2 separate regions of the Rattus norvegicus genome follow, and region 2 is linked to region 1. A link is a contact called in public Hi-C data. All regions are on one chromosome and are shown on one strand. The core of a region is the stretch at or near the end of the contact, and the rest is flanking DNA. Distances in the headings are between cores, read along the strand shown.

The links. Hi-C and Micro-C count contacts between places; a contact is called where the count stands out from the background.
Region 2: a Hi-C map of frontal cortex shows a contact between it and region 1, with 1.6 times the contacts expected there. The contact joins the promoter of Kank2 here to the promoter of Smarca4 in region 1. A contact is called at or near these places in 2 of 12 Hi-C or Micro-C datasets (the Rat2 cell line and frontal cortex).

What each region holds. Positions count from the first base shown.
Region 1 is chr8:28,441,451-28,447,751 of GRCr8, reverse strand. Smarca4 (SWI/SNF related, matrix associated, actin dependent regulator of chromatin, subfamily a, member 4) reads right to left here and starts at 3,933. Exons shown (of 34, transcript NM_134368.1): 1 at 3,640-3,933.
Region 2 is chr8:28,615,226-28,622,132 of GRCr8, reverse strand. Kank2 (KN motif and ankyrin repeat domains 2) reads left to right here and starts at 5,140. Exons shown (of 12, transcript NM_001270413.1): 1 at 5,140-5,220. Dock6 (dedicator of cytokinesis 6) reads left to right here. Exons shown (of 49, transcript NM_001413911.1): 43 at 693-818; 44 at 907-996; 45 at 1,193-1,429; 46 at 1,937-2,080; 47 at 2,172-2,278; 48 at 2,480-2,641; 49 at 3,369-3,610. The coding sequence ends at 3,411.

The DNA of each region.
Region 1 (6,301 bases), core at 2,684-5,183:
TTCTGCAAAAGCAGTGTATTACAAAACATCTCACTTCCAGTAATTTCTTGCTTTACTAGGATCTTGTTTCCCACAGTGGAAAGACAGAGTGATGTCCTCCTCTCCCTTTTACATGCGCACATACAAAATAAACTTGCTAAAATTAAATACGCCCTAGAAAAGACTGACAATCAATAAACGAGCTAATAAAATAAAAACAAAATTCTTTCTTGAACTACAAATGGACAGTAAATATTTTAAAAGTGTTCAACATGAGATCCGGGAGGAAGGTTCAGAGGTTAAGAGCCCTTGCTGCTGTCGCAAAGGACCCAAGTTCAGTTCCTGGCCCCCAATCTACCACGAACGTAACAAACAATGAAAGACTAACCTAATGGTAAAGCACTCCCCACTGCTGTGAAGACACCAGAGCCAAGGTGTTATATCCAGGCTCCTGCTCACAGTTCCTGAAGCTGAGTCTGTGAGCTTCACAGCAGCAAGCAGGCAGGCAGGCAGGCAGGCAGGCAGGCAGGCAGGCTGGCTCCCGTAGCAATAGATGATAGCTCACATCTGATATACAAGGGGGCAGCACAGAGAGACTGGGCCTGACATAGGCTTTTGGCTCTCAAGCTCACCCCCACTGAAACACCTCCTCTAAGAAAGACACATATTTTAATCCTTCCTAAAACCAGTTCTGCCAGGCTTTCAAATATATGAGCCTATGAGGGCTATTCTCATTCAAACCACCACAGCTATACTATGGAAACTCTGGGTGGTCCCCAGCACCACAAAAAAGAACTACTAGAAATGAACCCAGAATATTAACTGTAACAAAGAGTGCCCATGCCAGGCAGTAGTGGCTCACACCTTTAATCCCAGAACTCTGGAGGCAGAGGCAGGCAGATGGGAGACCAGCCTGGGCTACGCGCAGAGAAACCCTATCTCGAAAAACAAACAAACAAACAAACAAAAAACAAATGGTGTTCACTATAGTTAGCAGATTCGCTCGTCACTTTATTCAAGCCTATCACCAGGTACAGTGACATCCCAGTGTACTTGTTTTACAGGTGAGTGCCAGGACTCAGGGGGCTGCATAGGAATCAGAGAACACTGAAGAGCTAGCACGCTTGACAGCAAGAAGGATCAGCAGAGAAAAGCATCTGCTACCAATATGATGACCTGCAATTCAATCTCCAGGACACACGTGGTAGGAGAAAATCCACTCCTGAAAGTTGTCCTCTGACCTCCATATATCACACAAAATTAAACAAAAATTTTTAAGTTCAAAAAAAAAAAAAAAAAAAAAAAACCACCTTTCACATCCAGCCACAAACAAACCACCAAACCAGGACCCCAGACTTCACCAGTGACTTCATCACTTTCAAAGCAGTGACATCTGGGGCTAGAAGAGCAATGGCCTGGAAAGTTCAAGGCCAAACAGCAGCAACAAATATTTATTGCTTTGGATCTTGTACCAATCGCCCAAGTTCATCCTCCCCAGGACCCTCCTGTCCTGTCTCACTACTGCCTGCTCCAACTGCACTGTTGCAGACCAGACAGACAGAGCAACAGTTCTGCAGGCACCATTCCATTCTCAGCGTGTGGGGTGGGGAGACACATCTTCCCTAATTGTAAATGAAGGGTCCTCCTCCATGCAGCTTCTAGACTTATGCCCACCACTGCTCCCTCAGGCAACCACTCTGTCCTGTCACATGATAGGTTGTGAGGCTAAATGATTGGGGAGAATATATCATGTCTAACATGCAGAAGGCCATGGATTCCAGGCCCAACAACACCCAAAATGAACAAACAACAACAAAAATATCCCACATTCATAAAAATAAAAAGATCAAAACCATGCTTGGGTACTGGCTTGTGGTAGAACATTTCCCTAGCATGTACAGGATCAACTTTGATCAGCACCACAAAAATTCAACACACTTAGAGCTTAGGCAGGAGAAACGAATCAACAGGTAAAGTACCCCACAGAAAACTGACCACCTGAGTTCAATCCCAGGAACCCACATGATAGAGGGGAGAACTGACCCCTGAAAGTTGTTCTCTGACCTCCACACACAAATAAATAAGGAACTGCAACACTTTAATGAATCCCAGCACTCCCGGAGGCGGAGGCAGAGGCAGAGAGATCTCTGAGTTCAGCTAGAAGCCAGCCTGGTCTACAAAGCAAGTACCAGGAGAGTCAGGGCTACACAGAGAAACCCTGACTCATAAAATAAACAAATAAAATCTATTTAATTAAAAAACAAAACAAAACACAAATGGGCCCAACGGCATGGCTAAGCAAGAGTTTAATCCCAGCACTCAGAGGGCAGAGGCAGGCAGAGCTGTGTGAGTTTGAGGCCAGCCTGATAACAGAGTTTCAGGACAACCAAAGCTACACAGTGAGACCAGAAAGGGGGAGGGGAGGAGGTCAAAACAAACCAAGTACTTCTTTATGAACCAATACTCATGCAGGCCAAGGAGTAATGGTTCCATTACAGCCCATTCCCCTACTAAGACATGTAACACAAAGTAGGAATTCAACTATCTGCTGGACCAGTCAATAACAGTACAGGAAGCCTGGCTGAATATGCTATCCCAGCACTTGGGAGGTGGATGGAGGCAGGAAGATGAGGATGAGCAATTCAAGCCCAGCCTGGTCTACATAAGAAGGTGGAGGGCAGCCTTGGTTATAAGATCCTGTCTTCAAAATCAGAATGATGATGATGATGCAGGAGCTATTTTTTCCCAATCCTATCAGTGAAAGTGATTCCCTTGTACAAAGGAGGAAACCAAGAGGTTTGGAGAGATTTAGCGATTTCGCCTAAGGCCACACAGCTAGCTGACAGACAACGCTGGGCATCAAACTCAAAGCCTGTCTGTCAATTCAAACAAAAAATTTGTTTCCAGTTCCTGAGGAGTCACTGGAGGTAAAGAGGATCAAGAAGATGCCCCTCCGACCCGCACAAAACAATTGCCTTCGAGGTTTTAAAATAAAAAGCCCTATCTGAAAAACTGGGAAGAGCCAAGAGACTCAAAAGAAAAACAATGCGGCCGTGAGCAAACGTTCCCAGGCATCTTTCACTTTTTAGGCAAACATTTTGAAGCCACGGAAGAAATTTAAAATCTGCAATAATGAAATTTATCAAAAAGTAAAAAAAAAAAAAAAGTGAGGTCTGAGGACCGAAGAGGGCTCATGACTGTGCCCAAGCTACACAGGGCATCAATATCTGAGGTAAAATGTTGCTCCCGACGCCCGACCACAGGGCATTAGAATCGCACAAACGAGGCCAGAGAAGCCCAAGACACCTAGCCACTGTTCAAAGTTAAGATTCACAGAAATTAAAGTGGGGGGGACCTGGATCTCTGGAACGCCAAAAGGAAGGAGCTTTGTCCCAAGACCCCACGAGAACGCGCGCGCGGCCTTCACACAGGCCAGAGTCACCCGCCTCGCCGGCCACAGAGCCTGGAAGCAGCCGCGGTCTCGCTGCACTGCGGCCTGAGCAGCGCGCGCAAGGCTTCTTGACCCTCAGGCGCCGCCGTACCCCGACCCCGCTCTGGTCGCCCAGCTGCCCCCTCCCCCTCCCGGCGCCTCGGCTTCATTCAAACCGTCTTCCCCAAGCCCCGGGAGTCTCGTTCCGCCCGGGAGTCTCCATTCCTTACCTGGAGGTACCGGCGCCGTAACCTTCCTGGCGCCGCCCCCAACCCTCCACGAGGGGTCGGGGACAGAGTGGGCGTCTCGCTTCTCCTCACGAAACAAAGAAGCCGTCGCCGCCGCTGCCAAGCTAGTGGGAAAGCCTCGCGCGCGTGCCCGCTCGGCTTCGGCTGGCCGCCCCCCCCAGCACACACGCAGCCCGCGCGCCCGCTATGCGCGCCCCCGCCTCCCTTTCTACCCAGTCCACTTCCCCTGCTTCCGCTGCCCGTCCGGCCTCGTGCGCGCGCCAGCCCACCCTTCCGCTCTCTGTGCGCATGCTCAGCCATTCGTTGTGCGCATGCGCACTGGTCCTTTGAGGTAGTGAGAAGATGGGCGGGTCCAGAGGCCGCACGAGATCCTGGTGCACCGCCCATATTGGGGGGCTCTGGGCGGCTCTGCGCAAGCGCACACTTATGTTCAAGACACGAAATTGGGCCTCAAGCCGAAGGGCATGCGCAGAGGTGGCGGCACTGCGGCGACGCTTAGATGTTGGGGGAGGGTACTGGGTCGTCCAGATGGGAGATAGTAATGATGAAAGGGAAGTTCTTAGGCTCGGAAATGAGCACCCTGGGAGGAAAGTGAAGCCGAGAGGTGGCCAGACTGCCCAAGGACGGGACAGAACCCACGCGGGGGTAAGGGCAGGCCTGGGAAACGCTTTGATCCTGGCTCTGGCACGGCCCTGCCTGCTCTGCAAGGCTCTGTCCTGGCCACATTTCCTGCAGAACCTGTTGAGGCCCAGTAATTAGCTTTCCAAATATTTATTGAGCTGCCATCGGCTACTAGCCATCCTCTGGTTCATAAACCAGATGAATAAGTAAAAGCACAGGGTGTGAGGTAGAAACAGCAATGGTCACAATTTTCCTTATGATTTCGAAGAAAGCCATTAGCTTTGGAGAAATGAGCGTATAATTCTGTCCAAATGTGGAGATTCCAGGCCTCTGGTTGGTTTTAAAAGTATTTGGTGGTGGTTGGGGATTTAGCTCAGTGGTAGAGCGCTTGCTAGGTCCTGGGTTCGGTCCCCAGCTCCAAAAAAAAAAAAAGAAAAAAAAGTATTTGGTGGTAGCGGGGCAGGGTTCTGGAGGCAGAAGCAGGTGGATCTCTGGGGGGTTTTGTTTGTTTGTTTGTTTGTTTAAGATTTATTCATTTATTATGTATAAGTACACTGTAGCTGTCTTCAGATACACCAGAAGAGGGCATCGGATCTCTTTACAGATGGTTGTGAGGCACCATGTGGTTGCTGGGAATTGAACTCAGGACCTCTGGAAGAGCAGTCGGGGCTCTTAACCACTGAGCCATCTCTCCAGCCCCCAAGACCAAGTTTCTTTAAGACCTGGCACTTGCTCTCAAGACTAGACTGGCCTCGAACTCAGAGATCTTCCTTCTTCCTTCCTGAGTGCTGCATGAATGTACCAATCCAGCTTGGTCTTCTACATAGTAAGGTTTCAGGGCAGCCATGGATACAAAGTGAGACTTTTAAACAAAGAAACAAAAAGCAGTTTTCTGTCACAAAGTAGAACAAAGAATGTTTCAGGCCATTAAATAGCTGGCAGTGATCCCCCTGCCACTGCCTCCAAAATGCTAGGAAAACAGACCCAAGCTATCAACACTGGCAAACACATGGTATTTTTGGTTGGTTGGGGGGGTTTTTTGCTTTTGTTTTTCAGGACAGAGTTTGTCTGTGTTGCTTTGGCTGACCTGGAACTGGATCTTGAGACCAGGATGAACTCAAACTGAGACCTACCTGCCTCTGCCCCCCAAGTCTGGGACAAAAGGCATGCACCACCACATCCAGCTCGGTTTTGTTTTGTTTTTAAGGACTTATTTATTTTGTGTATGTGAGTACATACTCACTGTCTTCAGACATATCAGAAGAGGGCATCTGATCCCATTACAGATGGTTGTGAGCCACCATGTAGTTTCTGGGAATTGAACTCAGGACCTCTGGAAGAGCAGCCAGTGCTTTTTTTTTTTTTTTTTTTTTTTTTTTAGATTTTTTTTAAAATGTTCTTTTTTTTAAAGATTTATTCATTTATTATATATAAGTACACTGTAGCTGTCTTTAGACGCACCAGAAGAGGGCATCGGATCTCTTTACAAATGGTTGTGAGCCACCATGTGGTTGCTGGGAATTGAACTCAGGACCTCTGGAAGAGCAGTAGGGTGCTCTTAACCGCTGAGCCATCTCTCCAGCCCTGCAGTTTTGGTTTAAGGTTTATTTTCAGACAGGGTTTGGTGGCATTTGTCCTTAATCTCAGCAAGCTTATGTGGCCAACTTTATCCACATAGTGAGTTCCAGGCCAGCTAAAGTTACATAATGAGATTTTTCTCAAAAAAAAAAAAAAAAAATTTTTTTTTGGTGCCTGGTAAGATGGCTCAGCAGTTAAGAGGAATTGCTTTTGCCGAGGACCCACATTCTGTTCCCAACACCTTGGGAGTACCTATGCAAGCAGAACTGCTCTCAACTCAGGAGCACTAGGATTACAGACAGCACCATGTCCAAATTGCATACTAGAATTTTTTTTTATCTCCAGAGTGCTGTGATTGAAGGCATGTGCTACCACTATCTGCCATACTAGATTTTTAATTTTTTATTATGTATATAAAATTTTATTATATATTATATCTGTTTTT
Region 2 (6,907 bases), core at 3,891-6,390, 170 kb before region 1:
TAGAGCGCTTGCCTAGCAAGCACAAGGCCCTGGGTTCGGTCCCCAGCTCTGAAAAAAAAAAAAAAAAAAAAAGAAAAAGAACTAGAGCCCAGCATCCCAGGACAGGAGGCTGCTCAGTCACAGGGCACCTGCTGGACCTGGGTGTCATGGGTACCGAGGTACAAGCAAGCAACTCCGCCCTAATTTGGTATTGGAGCGTTGCTGATGAGTCAGCAGACGCTACAGAAACTCAAGTTTATGTTAAGCAAGGATGCTGACAGAAGACTGTCGGAGTTCGGAGGCTGAGACAGGAGGATAGCCTAGTCTACATAGTGAGTTCCAGGTCAGCCAGGGTTATGGAGAGAGATCCTATCTCAAATAAATAAACAAGCAAACATTTTTTAAGTAAAAAAATAAGTGGCTGTGGTCTTGTCACGGCCATAGGGCCCCAAGCTAATGCCTTGCAGAGAGGAGCTGGGGTGTTAGGTGTTAGGTGTTAGCCATGGAGTGCTTACCTAACATGTGGGTGGCTCTGGGTTCCCCTGTCATGTTCGTCTGTCTCACTGTCTCTGAGATCTCCGACAGGCTCCTGAGGTTCTTGGGATTCCCCACCCCAATCTTCTTTCCCTCTGTATCCCACCCTGAGTGTGTCTGGGGCAGAGGCCATCTGCAGAGATGCCTCCCTGCCAACACACTGGCCTCTCTCAGCCCAGCGTGTGTTTGGGACGTACTTCCGAGTGGGCTTCTATGGTGCACGATTTGGTGACCTGGATGAACAAGAGTTTGTGTACAAGGAACCGTCGATCACAAAGCTGGCAGAGATCTCACACCGGCTAGAGGCACGTCCTGGCACTGGGAGGTGGGACAGGCCATGCGGGTACAGTGGGGGCTGCCCTAACCGACCACGAGTCAACCCTGTGTCTCTAGGAGTTCTATACGGAGCGGTTCGGGGATGATGTGGTGGAGATCATCAAAGATTCCAACCCGGTAGATAAGCTCAAGCTGGACCCACAGAAGGTGAGAAACACTGTGCAGACACTGTGTGCAGGGTGGGGCAGGTCCTGATTCTCGGGAGGGTCCTGTATATCCAGTTCCAGGAAAGATCTGGACCTGTAGGTCCAAAGCCTTTAGACCTGAAGGGCCTGGGCCTCTGGCTGGAGCGGTGTGGGTGGACACCCACTTCCAGCCCCATGCATGGACCCGGTTACTCTAGGCCTACATCCAGATAACATACGTGGAGCCGCACTTTGACACTTATGAGCTCAAGGACCGGGTGACCTACTTTGACCGAAACTATGGGCTTCGGGCCTTCCTCTTCTGCACACCCTTCACGCCGGATGGGCGTGCGCACGGAGAGTTGGCAGAGCAGCACAAACGCAAGACGCTGCTGAGCACAGAGCATGCCTTTCCCTACATCAAGACACGCATCCGAGTGTGCCACCGTGAGGAGGTGGGACCCCAGACCTGGGCAAGAGTAGTGGGGAGGGCTTCACGCCTAGGGAGGGGAGGAGATGATTGGGGGACTCGAGGTCCAGTCCTGGGGGAGACTTTTCCAGGGAGGAAAAGGCAAAGAAGCCTCACAAACAGTGCAGGGACTCTGGATGCAGGAAGAAAGAGAGAGGGACTTAGCAGAATGGGCTTGGGAAATAAAAGGACCCCAGGCTGAGGCTCCAGATGCAAACCTCTACCACCAGGCCTGGAGAAGTGTGGAAATCTCAACTGTAGAGGCCCTAGGCTCAAGGGCAAACAGCTAGTGAACCAGACCAGAAACCCCAACTGGGTCGAGACCCACCAGGTAGCACAAATCCCCCAGCACTGTTCACAGCCTGGGACCCTCCCGGCCCCACAGTTTCAGCTATTTTGGGCTGGCTTGGAATAGGACGTTGCAAGCCCCAGCATGTGCACCCAGACATGCAGACAGCAGTACTCACAGTACACACCCCACTGACCCCCACAGACAGTGCTGACACCAGTGGAGGTGGCCATTGAAGACATGCAGAAGAAGACACGGGAGCTGGCCTTTGCCACCGAGCAGGATCCTCCAGATGCCAAGATGCTGCAGATGGTTCTGCAGGGCTCCGTGGGACCCACTGTAAACCAGGCATGGCTGGCATTGCGGGGGCGGGGGCGGGGGTGGGGATGCTGGCCACCATGGGCCTCCAGTTGCCCTCATGAATCTTCTCACCCAGTAGGGTCCCTTGGAAGTAGCCCAGGTATTTTTGTCAGAGATCCCAGAAGATCCCAAGCTCTTCCGACATCACAACAAACTACGGCTCTGCTTCAAGGATTTCTGCAAAAAGTACACTGGCTCTTATAACCCTGCCACCCTGACTCTCTCCTGTGCCCATCCTGACTCCATGTTTAAATTCACCGCCCCTGTTGTGGGTCTGTGCGTGATTGCCTCCAGACCCTTCACATGTATACCCTGAAGGAGTCCCTGGCCCCTCTTCTTGCTCTCTCTTGAGTGCCAGTCTCCAGTAGCCTCCTCTTCACCCCTCAGGTGTGAGGATGCACTAAGAAAGAACAAGGCCCTGATTGGACCAGACCAGAAGGAGTACCACCGGGAACTGGAACGCCACTACAGCCGCCTCCGGGAGGCACTGCAGCCTCTGCTCACGCAGCGTCTGCCCCAGCTGTTGGCACCAAGTTCCACCAGCCTCAGGTGCCCACCGTGGGGGCTGCCTCACACACATATACATGTGCACTGTGTGTGGTGTCCGAACTGGGTCACGACATTTCATCTATCCTGGTTTTCGGTTATTGTATTTGATTTAGTGGGGTGGGGCATGTACGGGTCAGTGCATGGAGATCACAAGACAGATTGCAGCCACAGTTCCCTTCCACTAAGTGGGTCCCAGGGATTGAACTCAGGTCAAGGCTTGGTAGCAAGTACCTTGACCCACTGAACCATCCTGTCTACTCTCCCCACCCACTCCTGATAGAAACAGACTCCTAGGCTATACACGGGGTTAGTACCCTGCCACTGAGCCATGTCCCCAGCTTTCAGCTGGCCATCTGAGACTCAGTTTCCACACCTATGAAATAGACGTGATTCTAGCACACTGTGAATCTTCTGGGGGTGGAAAGTAATACAAGTGACTAAAGGTGCTTGCAACCAAGCTCCAATACCTGGGTTTGAGTCCCCTGAAACCACAGGTAGAAGGAAAGAACCAGTTCTATTAAGTTATCTTCTGACCTCTACATTTGTGTGTGTGCACGCACGCACGCGCACGCGCGCACACACACACAAAGAGAGAGAGAAAGAGAGAGAGAGAGAGAACAGAAAAAGAGTCTACTCTTCTTGGATGGGATGTGTGCTGCTAGATGAGGAAGTGGGAAGACTGGAGCTGGGGGTCCCGCGGCCCTGCTAACCGGCCTTCTGCCTCCAGGAACTCCATCAACAGATCAAGTTTCCGGAAGACTGATCTCTGATGAAACAGCTAAAAGCCACACCCAGAAGACCAGCACCTACACCTCAGCTGCCTGTGCCTTTCTGGAGTCAAACCTACTCCCTCATCCATGGGGTGACCACAAAGTCCTTGGAGCTGGGCTCTGTCTGTCTGCACTGATGGATTTCTAAGCTTTGTTTTTATTTGTTTGTTTTTTAATTTAAAGTGAGTTTTATATACAACCTGTGTGGTGTGCTGACAGTTGACACGGTTCCTGCCCTAGGGTGTTGATGTTCATTCAGTCGGAGAAGAGAACACACACACACACAATGTAACATGTCCATGGGAAAGAGTGCTGTGTGTGTGTGTGTGTGTGTGTGTGTGTGTGTGTGTGCCTTTGGTCACGTGTGTACACCTGTGGTGAGGGCTTGCATGAGTGCATATTTCTGTCTCTACGTTATACTCTACTTATAGATCAGCCTGGCCTTGAACTCACAAAGATCCATCCACCTCTTGGCCTTTTCTTACTAAGTGAGGGAGAGATTAAAGGGGTGTGCTGGGCCCCTCACCTCATTTGTATTGTATTTTTTCTTACATTTATTTATTTATTTGTATCTATATGTCTGTGGGTGCATGAGTGCCATGGCACACATGAGGAGGTCAGAGGACAGTTTGCAGAAGTCAGTTCTCTCCTTCCACTGTGTAGATCCCAGGGATTGAACTCATACCCTCAGGCCTGGCAGCCGGCTCCTTTATCCCATGAGCCTCTCCTTGGTCATCCGCTTATTTTTTGAGACAGGACTCCTTGAACCTGGAGTTCATAGATCCAGCTAGGGTCACTGCCGGTAAACCCCAGAGAGCACCCAGAATTGGGCTTCAAGGTAAACTTTTGGGCCCAACTCTTATGTAGATGCTGGAATTCGAACTTAAGTCCTGATTCACACAGCCAAGCAATTTACCCACTGAGTCACAAGTGCCTTGTGCTAAGTAGATTCCAAGAAGCTCTTTTTCTTTCTTTTTTTTTTTTTTTTACTGTTGTTTGTTTTGAGACAGACTCTCCTAGTCCAGAATCGCTGTAGTAGAAGGTGGCCTCCTAGTACTACTGGCCCCACGACTTTGATGTGCTAGCCATTGTGTCTTCAGAAAGTCCTGTGCAAACAGAAGTTCACCTCTGGGCTAGGGTGTAGCGTAGCAGCAGAGATTATCTAACATTCGAAGAGTCCTGGGGTCCATCCCCAACCCCGCAAAGTCAATAAGCCACGCCCTGTGATTTGTGTCAGCTCTTGAGTAGAATGAAGGGAATTTTCTGAACACACTTATCAGGTAGATCATGTGATTGACCCCATTCTGCTGATGGGGAAACTGAGGCCCAGCTTCAATTTCAGGAGATAGGGATGGGCTGCAATCTCGGAGCTTGGGCCGGCGGTCACGCTACGGTGCACCCGGCCTGCAGCTGGAAGACTTCCAGCTGCCGGCGGCCAACGGGGGAGGGGTGACCTCCAGTCCTGGCCACCGCACCGCCCCGGAGCTGGGCCCCGGCCAGCTCCGCCCCCTGCAGCGCCCAGCTGCGAAGGGCGGGCACCAGGCTTGTAGAAGCCGGGACCCTGCCCCGAGGGCTTGTGGCCAGGAGTCGACTGAGACCCTAGGACGCGCTCAGGCCGCAGCGAAAGCGCGTGCACCCCTGCGACCACCCTTCAACTTCGCCCCCAGCCCCTGCGGCCCAGGCGCCTGGGAGGCTGGAGGGGCGTGGCTTTCTGCTGGGGGCGTGGCTACCGCGTTGGCTCCACAGGCTTGGGGCGACTGAGGCGGAGCGGGCAGGACGCTTGGGACGGCGGAGGCTGCAGCGCGCCAGGCGAGTGGGATCGGGGTGGCCTGGGGTCTGGGCTTCTCTAGAGGGACTATCGGGATTTCTAACCCACCTCCAACCCTAGGCTGCGAGCTCGCTCACTCTCTCTTAGCTGGTCCCTGCCAAGTCTTAACCATCTGCGCCCAAACTTTGCAAACCGGAGCGTCTGGGTCCCCGCGCTCCTGTCCCCTCCCCAGCCCTGACCTGGGCCCTGCTTCCCTTGCCCCTAACCCACCACTCTCCTTTTATCATTCCCTGCCTCGCTTCCTCTTCTCCGCCTCTTTCGTCTAGCTCTGTCCCCTTCCCTTCCCAAGTCCCCGCTCTCGCAGCTCCCGGTGGCCGGACCAGGCCCCTCAACGGCGGGAAGGCATCCGGCGTCCGGCCGAGCTGGGCCTGGCTGCTGGGCGGGTGTGGGGATCAGCAGATGTTTGCCATTAGACTGGGACCCCACAGGCCCCGCCCCTCCCCGCCCGGGGCGGGGTCCTCCTCACCCCTAACTTTGGGGGCGGAGAGAGTGAGGCAGGAAAACCCCCAGATTCACCCAGGCTGGTGGGGAGGTGCACTCTGGGGAGACCCTGTGGCCCTTCTCTGAAAACTCCCACCTGTTGATTCTCACAGCCTCCTTCCGCCTCTCTCATCCAGGGATCTTGTGGAGAGGGGGGGCCTCCTCTTCCGACTCCCGCCACAGAGTTACCAGCCTGAGCTTAGATAACTGCAGACCCTTAGACCTCAATCGCTGCGTCTGGAGAATAAAATGTGTGGAGTCTGGGGGCGCCTTGGGCGAATCTGCCCTGTTTTAGGCTCAAGTCACAGAGACCTGCCTGCCTCTGCTTCCCAAGTGCTGGGATTAAAGGCATGTGACACTACACTCAGCTTGCAAGATCTTTTCCCAAAAACATAAGCAGGGTTGGGGATGGAGAACGTGGGGTGTGAAGCCTGGGGTTCCAACCCACAATATATAGCTGAGTATGGTGGTGACACCAGCAAGGCCAGAACTTGGAAAGTAGAGGCAGGAGGATAAGATTTTAAAGTCATCCCCAGCCACATAGTGAGTTTGAGGCTAGCCTGGGCTACAGGGGACTGCCTCAAATAACCAAATAAAACAGTGTGATAATTATTCAGTTTATTCATTCCACCTTGGTGCCCCTATCCCAAGTTACCCCAATTCTGTTCCCTCTTTCTATGTCTCAAGTCCTCAAAATATATTTTGGACAGAATATATTTCCTGTCCTTGGAGGGACTGAGACTCCAGGCAGATGCCAATTTTAACTACAACTGGGAACTGCATTTCAGGTGCTCAAGCCAGCAAAGCAAGCGGAGACGTGGACAGACACAAACTGGAGGGACAGAGATATGGATGGGAACTGAAGCAGGGGAAAGGAGCATCCTAAGCCTGCCTTGATGCCCAGCAGGTGTCCCACCTAATCCATCCCCCCAGGTACCCACTGCCCTAACACCCACAGCTTAGAATGGTTCACTCTAGAGAGTGAGATGGGTGGAGGTGACTGCAGCAAAGTGGCTGCAGGGCAGATAACAGAAAGGACTGACCTTGGCTAACCTCCAGGACTGAAGTGGGCCCTGCAGAAGTCTTGATTACAACCCCCCTGCAGCCTGTTGGCACCCCGCTTTACTGCCACCTCTATGACTTTATAGTCTTCCACCCTACTCTATCCCTATGTACCCCACCAAAACC